Linked DNA regions of Mus musculus: regions 1 and 2 are each linked to region 3. Evidence: chromatin contacts called from public HiChIP or PLAC-seq and promoter capture Hi-C data. All regions are on one chromosome and are shown on one strand. The core of a region is the stretch at or near the end of the contact, and the rest is flanking DNA. Distances in the headings are between cores, read along the strand shown.

Region 1 (3,605 bases), core at 223-2,722, 590 kb after region 3:
GCTTGCAAAAGGTCCTGTCCTGCTGGCTTCCTGTCTAAAACCCCAGCTGGTGATTGCAGGGCCCAGGTTCAGATGTCAGTGTCTCAGGAGACTGTTTTCCAACCATCTATCATGTGCTGGCATCAGTGTTTCAAGGACATGGGCTCCTGTCACCCCAGTGCTGCTATGGGCTTTTGGACAACAGCTTCTTGAAGTTGAGCCTTTACCCTAAGGAAATACACCTTCTCCTGGACAGACATATGGAAGAGGCCAACTGAGCAAGGCCATTAACAGGGTCCCTGTTCTCCATGGAGCTAGTTAGGTTTCTTCAAAGCTGCTTACACCCTCTCTGGTTGACTGCCACTCCCCAAGGCCCTGTTTGCCCTCACTGACTACAATACAGCCTTCTTCCCAGTCTGTCAGCACTCTCTCCTCCTCTGCCTCTCCTTCACATGAACTGCACCCCCACTTCTCCCCTCAGAGAAGGTGAGCAGAGGGGCTATTGGGAAGAGAATAAAAGCAAAAAGGACTTTATGTCCAAAATTAGTGATGCTTGAAAAATCGGTGCAGTTTTTCATTTGACTTAACTGAAAATCTAAATGTGCAAAGATGTGAACTGACTCTCTGTCTCTCTGTCTCTCTGTGTTTGTCTCTCTTTCCCTCTGTCTTAGATGTCTCTGTTTCTCTCTCTCTCATTTGGAAGGAAAGGGCATCAGAAATCTGTATAGAGACCACCTTACAGTAGATAATTAAGCCTTTTGGGTAGGGCCTAGGGCTCTAGTGCAAGTTGCATGTAGTAGAAGCCAGAGAGACCTGGAACACAGTGTATCTTTTGGGGAGAGTGCGAGTGATTTTGAGAGAGAATTTCAGAACCTTTTAGTAAAAAGCTTGAGTATAAATGGTGCATGAACATCTCCCGCAGGACAAAATACAAAAATTTGCAGGATTTGGCAGTGCTCTCCCTTCCCGGGGCGCCTCCCTATCTCTCTGTCCTCCACTCCCTTCTCAGGGGATACACACCAGCCTGGCACACAGGGTGGGGGGAGGTCAAGGGGAATGTTTGTTAATGAATCAGTCAGTTTTGGTTAAAATTAAATTCACCTCTCTCTCTCACAGGGGTTGGAACAGCCAGACCCGAATCAAACAGAAGAGGAAAGAAGGAAAGACACTAGGTAGAGCTTAAACCTTAATGTTTAAGAAATATAGTCACCAGAGAGGTGACTAGCCCAGAAAGTGGCAATAAACTGTTCATGTGCATCTCAGACGTGAGATCCAGGTTTTCAAGTTTGTTAGGGGATTTAACGCAAATCAATATGCAAATCGAGAGCATTAAAAAAAAAAAATCCAGCCCTTTCTTGGGTCACACACAGGTTAGCTAGAGTGGAGCTCACCCAGATGCTCCGCAGCACCAGTCCAAGAGGAAGAGCCCGGAGGAGGGCAGTCCCGGGGGCGGGACCATGACGTTGGGGTCAAGGCGGTGCTTTCTCTCGTTCCTCCCCCGGCCACGGCCGCCGCGGCGGTGGCTCTGCATCTCCAAAAAGGGCCCTCCGACTTCTCACTGGGCCAGTCCGGCGCTGGGTGGCGGAGCCCTACACTGCTCCCGCCGGTCCCAGAGCCGGGATCCCTTCTCTTCAGAGTTTCGAGCAACTTTCCCCGCCTCTGGAGCTAAAGTGGCTCGGGGACTGTGACCACCGCAGGTGGGAGAGTCCCCGGCCCGGCTCTCCGCATCTTCGCTGTGCGCTCGCGCTGGGAAAGCCCTGGGTGCGTGCACCCTGGGGGTCCCCGGCCTCGGCTCTGTGGGCGAGATGCCTCTGGGACACATCATGAGGCTGGATCTGGAGAAGATCGCCCTGGAGTACATCGTGCCCTGTCTGCACGAGGTCGGCTTCTGCTACCTGGACAACTTCCTAGGCGAGGTGGTGGGCGACTGCGTGCTGGAGCGAGTCAAGCAGCTGCACTACAACGGGGCCCTGCGTGACGGCCAGCTGGCCGGGCCGTGCGCCGGCGTCTCCAAGCGGCACCTGCGAGGCGACCAGATCACGTGGATCGGGGGCAACGAGGAGGGCTGCGAGGCCATCAACTTCCTCCTGTCCCTCATCGACCGGCTGGTCCTGTACTGCGGGAGCCGGCTGGGCAAATACTATGTCAAGGAGCGGTCCAAGGTAGGATGCGTGCGGGTGCCCAGCCGCAGCTGCGCTGCAGGGGACGGGAAGCCTTCATTCGGAGTGTTGTGTCGCCTTCGCTGGGGTGCAGCGAACTTTGGTTTTTAACCAAGAAGTCAGCTTGCCTATCTGCCCTACTTGCGTCCCCTCCACCTCCTGGCCTAACCCCTTAAGCAAAAGTCCACGTTAAGGGGCTCAGGTGTCTCGTGATGATGAGCTTCTGCTGACTCTGAAAGAATTGCCCTGGTTTTGGTGATGACCGCAAGGACAACTGGCTGGTGGAGGGAAAAGATATTGGAAACACTGCGACACGCATGTCCATGATCCGAAGTGCCTCCTTTAAAGCCACCCGGTACTGCCCTTCACAGTAGCCAGAGGCACTCTTAACTCTACTAGAGGCAAGTCTAATTTTTGCCTTGTGTTAGTTGGCTTGTAGAGTTAGGTAGGGTGGGAGGGAAGAGTTCGGTATGACAAGGTTAAGTCCTCCACTTCTGCTGCAGCCTTTGAGCCCTGGGGCTCAGAATTCTCATAGACCCCTCAGCCCAAGTGCTGAGCCCCACGCCATCGCCTTTCTTTTCCTATAAACTCATGGCAAAATCCACTCAAACAACCTGATAAGGTCCATGAAGAGAGTGGTGAGGTACCTCTGGGTAGAAACCTTGTTTTTGTTGTTCTCATAGCCCGTAATGGGGGCAGTGGGTGGTGATGATTTATCTTGAAAATGTTTACAGGTAGATTGGCAGGCCGGTAGACCAATGGGAGGTGGAGGAGCTGGTGCCTGTAACATCACTTTGGGTTAGTCTTGCTCCTGGCCATTTCTTCCTATAAGGATAGTCAAACTCTCTCTCCAGGAGCAATTCAGAGAGAATTGCCCCCGTGTAGCTGCGGGACAAGGGACTCTTAGAGTCATGAAAACTTCATTTGAAGTCCAGCAAGGTAGAGCATGCTAGCAGCAGAGGAATTGTGGGCACTGAACCATGTGCCGCTCTTTAGTAATACTTGTAAAGTTTCTCAGTGTAGGTTCAGCCTTGGGATCAACTACTGTAGTCTTGTTTGTCCCCAAAGCTGGAAAGAGCACCCTTATAAAAAGCAAGTGATCAACTGGAAATGTCTGGAAGTGATGGGTGAAGAGAGTTGGGAGCTGCAGGCTGCTGTCAGGCTAGGAGGAGGTGAAGGGACTGTCTGACGAGTGTCCTTATGAATGGAACCATAGTAAATCTTAGAGGAACTGTTGGTTTCTGAATGCTGGGAGTAGTTACCTGAATTCTGTTAGAGAATGATGGATGATAGAGGGTTTTATTGTTTTGTTTGTTTTTTTTTTTTCTTCCATCAGTCTGGTGGTAGACTGGATCATCTGCATTTTCATCTGGGGTGTTTCTGCACTAAATAACCTTGTTGATAGTCCCGGGCTTAGCCTCTGTATTGGGAGGCACTTGTAGCTTTAATCCGAAAGGCCAAATGACA
Region 2 (3,325 bases), core at 198-2,697, 590 kb before region 3:
AATTGTATTGGTTCAATCACATGGGCATTTAACTATAACCGTTCACCGACTCCTTCTTCACAGCCAAGACCTGCAGTTCTGCAGCTCACCCTTGGTTTTTAGCCATAACTTCACTGTAACCATCTTAGACTTGTGATGTTTCTCTTGTTTTTCCAGACTGCCTTAACTGAAGACCCAGTGCTCAGCTGAAGTTTCTGGAAGCCAGAGAGAGATTGCAAATTCCTTGAGAAGTCTCATTAATCTGCCCAGACGCTGGGAGAGCACACCTGGTTTAGTCTTAGCCATTGGTGGTTTGTGGCACACTGCTTTCCCTCAGGCTAACACGGGAAGCTTTCCAGAGCTCCAGAGAACAGTGAACGGTTCTGTAAAAAGCAATCCAGGGAAAAGAGAGACAACGTCGTGGGCTCTGAGCGCAAGGCTCAGAAACAGTGTTTGAATCTGAGCCTAGCCACAGGCTTACCACCCACTGACCACGCCTGTGGTCTCTTCTCTCAAACAGGAGCATCCTGACTCTACTTTAAAGGCAAAGTAGAAATCAAATTAGTTGCTACAACGAAAATAAAACAAGTTATTTCTAGATTTGAACTCAGCTTCTCTGCTTGGAAGGGGTGTGGGCAAACAAGCCTCAGAAAGCTCTAGTCCCAGGAAACTGCGAAGCCAAGAACTGCACAGACCTGAGTGCGCTTGGAGGTACTCAGAAGGGACAGTGGCTACTTCTTACCCATCCTGTCCCATACAGTCCGGCTGCACCCATGAATGGGCAGCGTTGTGGAACTGCAAACATCAATCAGTTATTGTGACTGTCGCAGCTGTGGTGCGTCCTTGCACCTTGGAGTCTTTTAGACTTTCCCTTGTTCATCCCAGACCTTGTTTCCTGTCTGGGGTGTGTGGGTGGGGGACCACCCGGAGGATCGAGAACAGAGAGGAAGTAAGACTCCGAAGCCTTCCCTTCAGCCTGGAGACACTTCCTCTTCTTTGAGGTTTCCGAATTGGCTTCCTCTAATTCCTATTTTCTTGCCACAGAAGTGACAGGCTGATGCTCAAAGGACATATCCTCTTGGGGTAATTGGAGACAGGGGGCATGCAAATGAGTGAGGTTTCTGACCATTAAACAAGCATTTTCATTCACTGACTTAGAAGCAAGGCTTTGTTGTTTAGTTTGGTTTTGTCTTTCCCCCTCCCACTTTAGTTTGGTTTCTTTTGAGACAGGTTCCTTAGTGCAGGCTGGCCTAGAACTTTCTAGGTCGCCAAGTGCTGGCTTTGAACTTTTCCTGCCTCTACCTCCGGCATGCTGACTTAGGAACTGCGTCTTGAAGATTCAGTTGTTGGCAGGAACGGTTGAGGACACTCTAGCTACTCTGAATTGGCTTTGTTTCACAGTGGGGAAGAAAAACATGTTTGAAAAAACAGCCAGCGACAGAAGATGTAAACATGAGAACACGGCGATGACAGACTCTGGGATTCCGCCTCTCAGCACCCCAGCTACCACAGGACCGTGTACCCGTACAGATGCCCTCTAGAGACATCCAATTCATTTCAGCTCTGGGTGGGCGGGCAGAGGGTTGTTAAATGGAATGATTATGGAAGATAGTATTAAGAAGTTAATTTTATGGAAACAGTCTCTTGTAGCCAAGGCTGGCCAGGGATTTCCTATGGAGATGAGGCTGGCCATGAACTGGTGATTCTCCTGTCTCCACAGATGTGGCAAAATGCCAGGCTCTCAGAGAATAGCATTTCTTGATCAGCATGAGACATCAGACACTATAGACTTAGTTTCTGGCCACTCAGCTCACATACAAAATCCCAAAGATCAGGGGAAATACACTCAAAGGAGAACTAGCCAAAAGAGATAAAAATCAGGAAGACATTTCAAACACCTTCTCCAGAGCAGTTCAGCACTACTAACTGAACCATGTCTATGGACAAGGAACTGGCCTACCTGCTCTGAGAGATACACACTGAGTTCACAGGGTGGGGTCGGGTTGTGGGGGAAAAGAAGGATGAATGAAAGGGAGGCTAACTTGACAGGGCATTTCAGAGTACTGCAGGCCGGGGTGGGGGTGTTGGGAAGGAAGGAAGTTTATATGCAGATGTGTCAGAAACTGTCCCACTAGAGGGCAGGCTTGGGAGGACAAGGACTCTTTAACAGGTGCAGCAGATGACAGAAGCTGGCAGTTGGTGGGGGGGGGGGGGGCTGTGGGGGGGGGCTGTGTGGTGTGAGGTTCAGAAGCAGAGGAAGAAAATAGCTTGCAAAATGCTTGTGTATGCGCGCGCACACACACACACACACACACACACACACTGAGATAAGGGGTTTATGCTCTAGACAGAAGGCAACTTTAAAACTTGTCGGGTTTTTTATTGTTGTTATTTTTGAGACAGCGGCACACAGTTGCCCAAGCTGGCCTCAAGCTTGCTATGTAGACAAGGATGACCTTAAACTCTTGACTCTCCTGCCTCGACTTCCCTAGTGCTGAGATTAGCAGCATACATGACCACATTTGGCTTTTTGTTTGTTTGCTTGCTGGCTTGTTTGGGACAGGGTCTCATATAGACCTTGAACTTCCTGCCCCTCCTCCTCCTTCTGAGTGCTAGGCTTACGCCCGTTCGAGCTATCACAGCTGGCTATATGGGTTTGGGACTTGCATCCAGGGCTCTGTGCGTGCTAGGCTGAGCTACAACCGCAGCCCAGCTCTTTGATGTTTTTTGAGCAGCAGAGTAAGGAGCCTGACTGGGATATGCTTTGGACAGATAAATGAGGTCGTAGGATTTAGGGTGAACTCTAGCTGAGCATGTGAACCAGGAGGCTACTGTTAATTGTTCAAGCGAAGGCTTTAGAGGCCTAAAGTAAAGAAAGCAAAAAAACAACATCTGCCAGATGTTAGCTTCCCACCCACCCTATTATTAGTCACAAGCAGGGTTATTTGTAATAGGCCTGGCCTGGAGACTATCCAAATGCGCATCAATATGGAGTAAGAAGTCAGGGAAAGGGCAGCGGGGTGTTTCTGGAGCAAGTGTGAGACACGGTGTAACAGGAAACATGGAGTCTTGTTTTCCCATTCTTTTCAGCTCTTCTCTTTCTAGTTGATATCTCTCAGCAGTTCTTACCCTGTGGGTGTCCACCCCTTGTGTGTGTGTGTGTCGCATTATCAGATGTCCTGCATATCAGATATTTACATTCAGTACATAACAGCAGCAATATGACAGTTATGAAGTAGCAATGAAATACTTTTGTGGTTGGGGGTGACCACAACATGAGGAACTGTATTAAAGGGTTGCAGCAGCATTAGGAAGGTTGAGAACTATTTGCTCTAGAAAGTTCCAT
Region 3 (3,532 bases), core at 645-3,144:
CCATGGTTGAGAGGAAGTTCTTATTATAGATACAAGAGAGGGTACAATCAATTGGAAGAATCCAGAGCAAGGAGAGAAAGTAGAATTTACAGGAGCAGCAGACTGGACCAGGGCATGAAAGGAGAAAGGGGGGTGGGGAGAGTGAAAGAGGGAAGGAAAAGAGAGACAAGAGAGAGGGGACCAAGAGATCACATAGGGGGCTGGAGAGATGGCTCAGTGGTTAAGAGCACCGAACGCTCTTCCGAAGGTCCTGAGTTCAAATCCCAGAAACCACATGGTGGCTCACAACCATCTGTAAGGAGATCTGACGCCCTCTTCTGCAGTGTCTGAAGACAGCTACAGTGTACTTACATAGAGAGAGAGAGAGAGAGAGAGAGAGAGAGAGAGAGAGAGAACATGGTCGGAATGCACTGGGGAGGGGAAGCCTGTGAGCTGGAGACGTTTAGGGTAGGGGCAGGGTGAGAAGAGCTAAGAGGAGCTGGGCTGCCATCATGGGCCCTGTAGTAGATATTTGAGATGCTGAGAGCCTGGAGGCTGGCCAGCATGTGCACTTTGGTCATTTCAGACTTTTTGTTGATGATAAAGGGCAATGGAATCTCTCTGTAACTGCTTCTTGGCTGAAATTAGGGTGTCATTGTCAGAGCCAGGAAGGCTGAGATGCTAGTAAGGCCAGGGGTGGAGAGAAGATTCACACCAGCAGATCGTTATTTACATGTATATGTGTAGGAAGGGAGGTGGAGAAAATGAGTCAATTGCAGACACGGTGGTATTTGTTTGGATGTGAGGCATGAGGAGATGAAGGATCTGAAGAGGACAAGTCGAAACCAGGCTTGGACCTTGAGAGTGATGATGTCATTAAGTGGAGACACAATAGTCCGGGCGGTGGTGGCACACGCCTTTAATCCCAGCACTTGGGAGGCAGAGGCAGAGGCAGGCAGATTTCTGAGTCAGAAGCCAGCCTGGTCTACAGAGTGAGTTCCAGGACAGCCAGGCCTATACAGAGAAACCCTGTCTCTAAATAAATAAATAAATAAATAAATAAATAAAAGTGGAGACACAGCTTTGCTTGAGTGATCCTTTGTAGAAGTGAAGTGTGGTAAGTTAGAAATGATTATTTTTATAAAATTTATTTATTTATTGGTTTTGTGTGTGTGAAAGGACAATCTGCAGTACCATTCTACCTTGTGGGTCAGTCCTGGGGCTTGAACTCAGGCCTCTAGGCTTAGCAGCAAGTACTTTTCCTCACTGCTAAACCAACATGCTGGCCCAAGGGATTATTTTCTTGAAGCATCTGTGGATGCTCCTTTCCTGCTACTCAGCTGGACAGTTAGATCAGGTCTGGCGATTGTTTCTTAGTATACAGGCAAGGAATACTCTTGTAATGAGAACGGCTCTGTTTTTATAGTGCTCGGTCATTAGCACCCCAAACTGAGGTAGTTATTACTTCCCCAGCAGTAAAAGCTTGATTATAGCCCCTGTCTGCTTATTGTGTGAAGGCTTTTGGCTCCTGAAACTTCCACAGGCAATATGGTATTAATGGTGATTAATCATCATGTAACTCAATACAAAGACAAGAATATTTACTGTGACTTCCTGGGAGTACTGGTACAGTTTTTTAGGGGCCCTCGGGGGCAAGAGACGTGGACCGTTCTCCGGGTGGCCCTGGGGCCTTCCCAAGCCTGAGCTCGCCAGCAGTGAGCAGCGACTATCGCTCTGGGCCAACCCTCCCTCTTACCTGGAGCAAAGGACCCTGCGTCCTTTCCCCTTCAGGGACTGCTCCCCCTCCTAGAGCGGGCGGGGGGCGGGGCTGGCGCTCGGCTCCGCCCTCCGCCCCACCCGCGCGGCCGACTAGGTTCGTGGCCTTGCTTGTGCGACTGCGCGAGCCCTGGACTCGAAGCAGCCATGATGGTGGGTGTTCACGGCGGCGCCGAACTCGGGGCGCGCGGTGGGGGCGGCGGGCGCGGGGACGGCGCGGGCTGGGCGCTAATGTCTCTCTTTGTGTCTCCCCCTTTCCCTGCCTCCCCTTCGGTGTGCTGGGCCCGCCGACCCCACAGGAAGGCCTGGATGACGGCCCCGACTTCCTCTCGGAGGAAGACCGCGGAGTAAGTTGTGTCTTCTGTGGTCTCGACCCTCGGTCCCTCCCCCGCCGTGGCCCGAGAAGGGGTCCAGGCTGCGCTGCCGCCCTGGGTCGCCCTCCCGACCTCCGCGACGCGCGCCCCGCCCTTCTGCAGCCCTTCGTCCCTGGGGTCGGGCGCTTCTCGGTTCCGCTGGTCCCGTGGCCGCTTTCTCGCCCTAGGTGGGCGATCCAACCCTGTGCTGAGCTTGCTTTTCCCAGGCCCCGCTGCAGGTGGGGTGGCCGGGTTGGAACGCCCCCATCCTTGACTCTCTGGGCCACGAAACCCATTTTCAGACCTTCCCGGTGGTACCGTCAAAATCTTTCTGTGGCTTTCTGGAACCTCGTTTCTCCTTTCTCTGCTGAATGGTATGGATTTGGTCTAAATTTACTCTTTTGTAATGATTTTTTTGCAATCAGCAAATCTCAGTTTTGCCCTAAAAGATTTTTAAAGAACGGGTCGCTTTCAGTATCTTTACTTTTTCTAGTATATTCCTCAATCCCCATCCTTTTCAGGATTCTCTCGATATTGTCTCCCATCTCTAGCTCATGTTAAGGTATGACTTACAAAATAATAATTTATATAAAGATGTACAGCGTGATATTTTGATGCGTGTAGAGGTTGTGAAATAATTACCATTGTCAAGTTAATGAACACAGACCTCACTCGGGACCTTACTCAGGTACCTTCATTTTCTTTTTTGAGGAGAGCACTTGGTCTGCTCTCAGCAGAGTTTCAAGTATCCATTATTATTAGTCACTCCACTGTACATTAAGTATCCAGAACTTAAAACTGAAAGTTTGTATCCTTTGACCACTCTCCCCCCTCCCCGCTTCCTGCCCCTTGTTCAAAGGTCTCATTTCTCGCTCCCACTGCATCCCCCCAGCAGCACTCCATTTGTCTTAGTGAAAGATAGCATTGCATGTAGAGCCTTGTACAGGTGCACTGTTACTAATGTATGACTGCCACTAAGCAAAGTTTCATTGTCACCATTTTATCACTCAGCAGCTCACACTTGTCCAGAAACTTGGTTTGAAACAAGTTTCCTTGTACAAAGCAATTTTTTTCCTGCCTCCCAAGTGTGGATGTGGTGCATGCCTCCTAGCCTAGTTTTCCTTTTGTTTTCTATTTTGCGGCTACTTATCCATCCTAGAAAATGTGAGAGATGCAGGTGTTAGTGGATTCAGGATAGATGGTAACCGTGCAGGATATTGTTGTTGGTAAGAGATTCTTTGTCTGTGTGGTGGGTAGGTGCAACTGTGTACAAACAAGTTCTGTAGAGGTCAGACAGTGTCAGACCCCAGAGGCTGGTGTCACAGGTGGTTTTGAGAGCAATCTGTGTGGATGCTGGGAGCTGAATTCAGGTCTGTAAGAGCAGTGTGCCCTAACTCCTGAAGTCATCTCAGCAGCCCCTGAAG

The links. Promoter capture Hi-C pulls out the DNA fragments that hold promoters and counts their contacts. HiChIP or PLAC-seq counts read pairs in DNA pulled down with a chosen protein or histone mark.
Region 1: a contact with region 3 is called in an H3K4me3 HiChIP or PLAC-seq map of bone marrow-derived macrophages, with 4 times the contacts expected there. The contact joins the promoter of Egln3 here to the promoter of Snx6 in region 3. A contact is called at or near these places in 1 of 39 promoter capture datasets (liver) and 2 of 115 datasets of contacts at active chromatin or transcription factors (bone marrow-derived macrophages and pancreatic cancer cells).
Region 2: a promoter capture Hi-C map of pre-B cells shows a contact between it and region 3, with 7 times the contacts expected there. The contact joins the enhancer-like site here to the promoter of Snx6 in region 3. A contact is called at or near these places in 10 of 39 promoter capture datasets (the HPC-7 cell line, cranial neural crest, frontonasal cranial neural crest and 6 more) and 2 of 115 datasets of contacts at active chromatin or transcription factors (cardiomyocytes and stem cell-derived neural progenitor cells).

What each region holds. Positions count from the first base shown.
Region 1 is chr12:54,201,741-54,205,345 of GRCm38.p6, reverse strand. It overlaps Egln3 (egl-9 family hypoxia-inducible factor 3), which reads left to right and starts at 1,472. Exons shown (of 5, transcript NM_028133.2): 1 at 1,472-2,141. The coding sequence starts at 1,785.
Region 2 is chr12:55,387,528-55,390,852 of GRCm38.p6, reverse strand. It overlaps a transcript of Psma6 not described here. Among named protein-coding and RNA genes, the nearest start is that of Psma6, 9.6 kb to the left of the region's middle. Within about 2 kb of position 1,447, at least 130 of the 459 cell types and tissues checked have an H3K27ac peak or open chromatin away from gene starts, as enhancers often do. A contact at or near this core is called in the HPC-7 cell line, hematopoietic stem and progenitor cells and pre-B cells, where this site is marked.
Region 3 is chr12:54,794,024-54,797,555 of GRCm38.p6, reverse strand. It overlaps Snx6 (sorting nexin 6), which reads left to right and starts at 1,894. Exons shown (of 14, transcript NM_026998.3): 1 at 1,894-1,908; 2 at 2,055-2,102. The coding sequence starts at 1,903.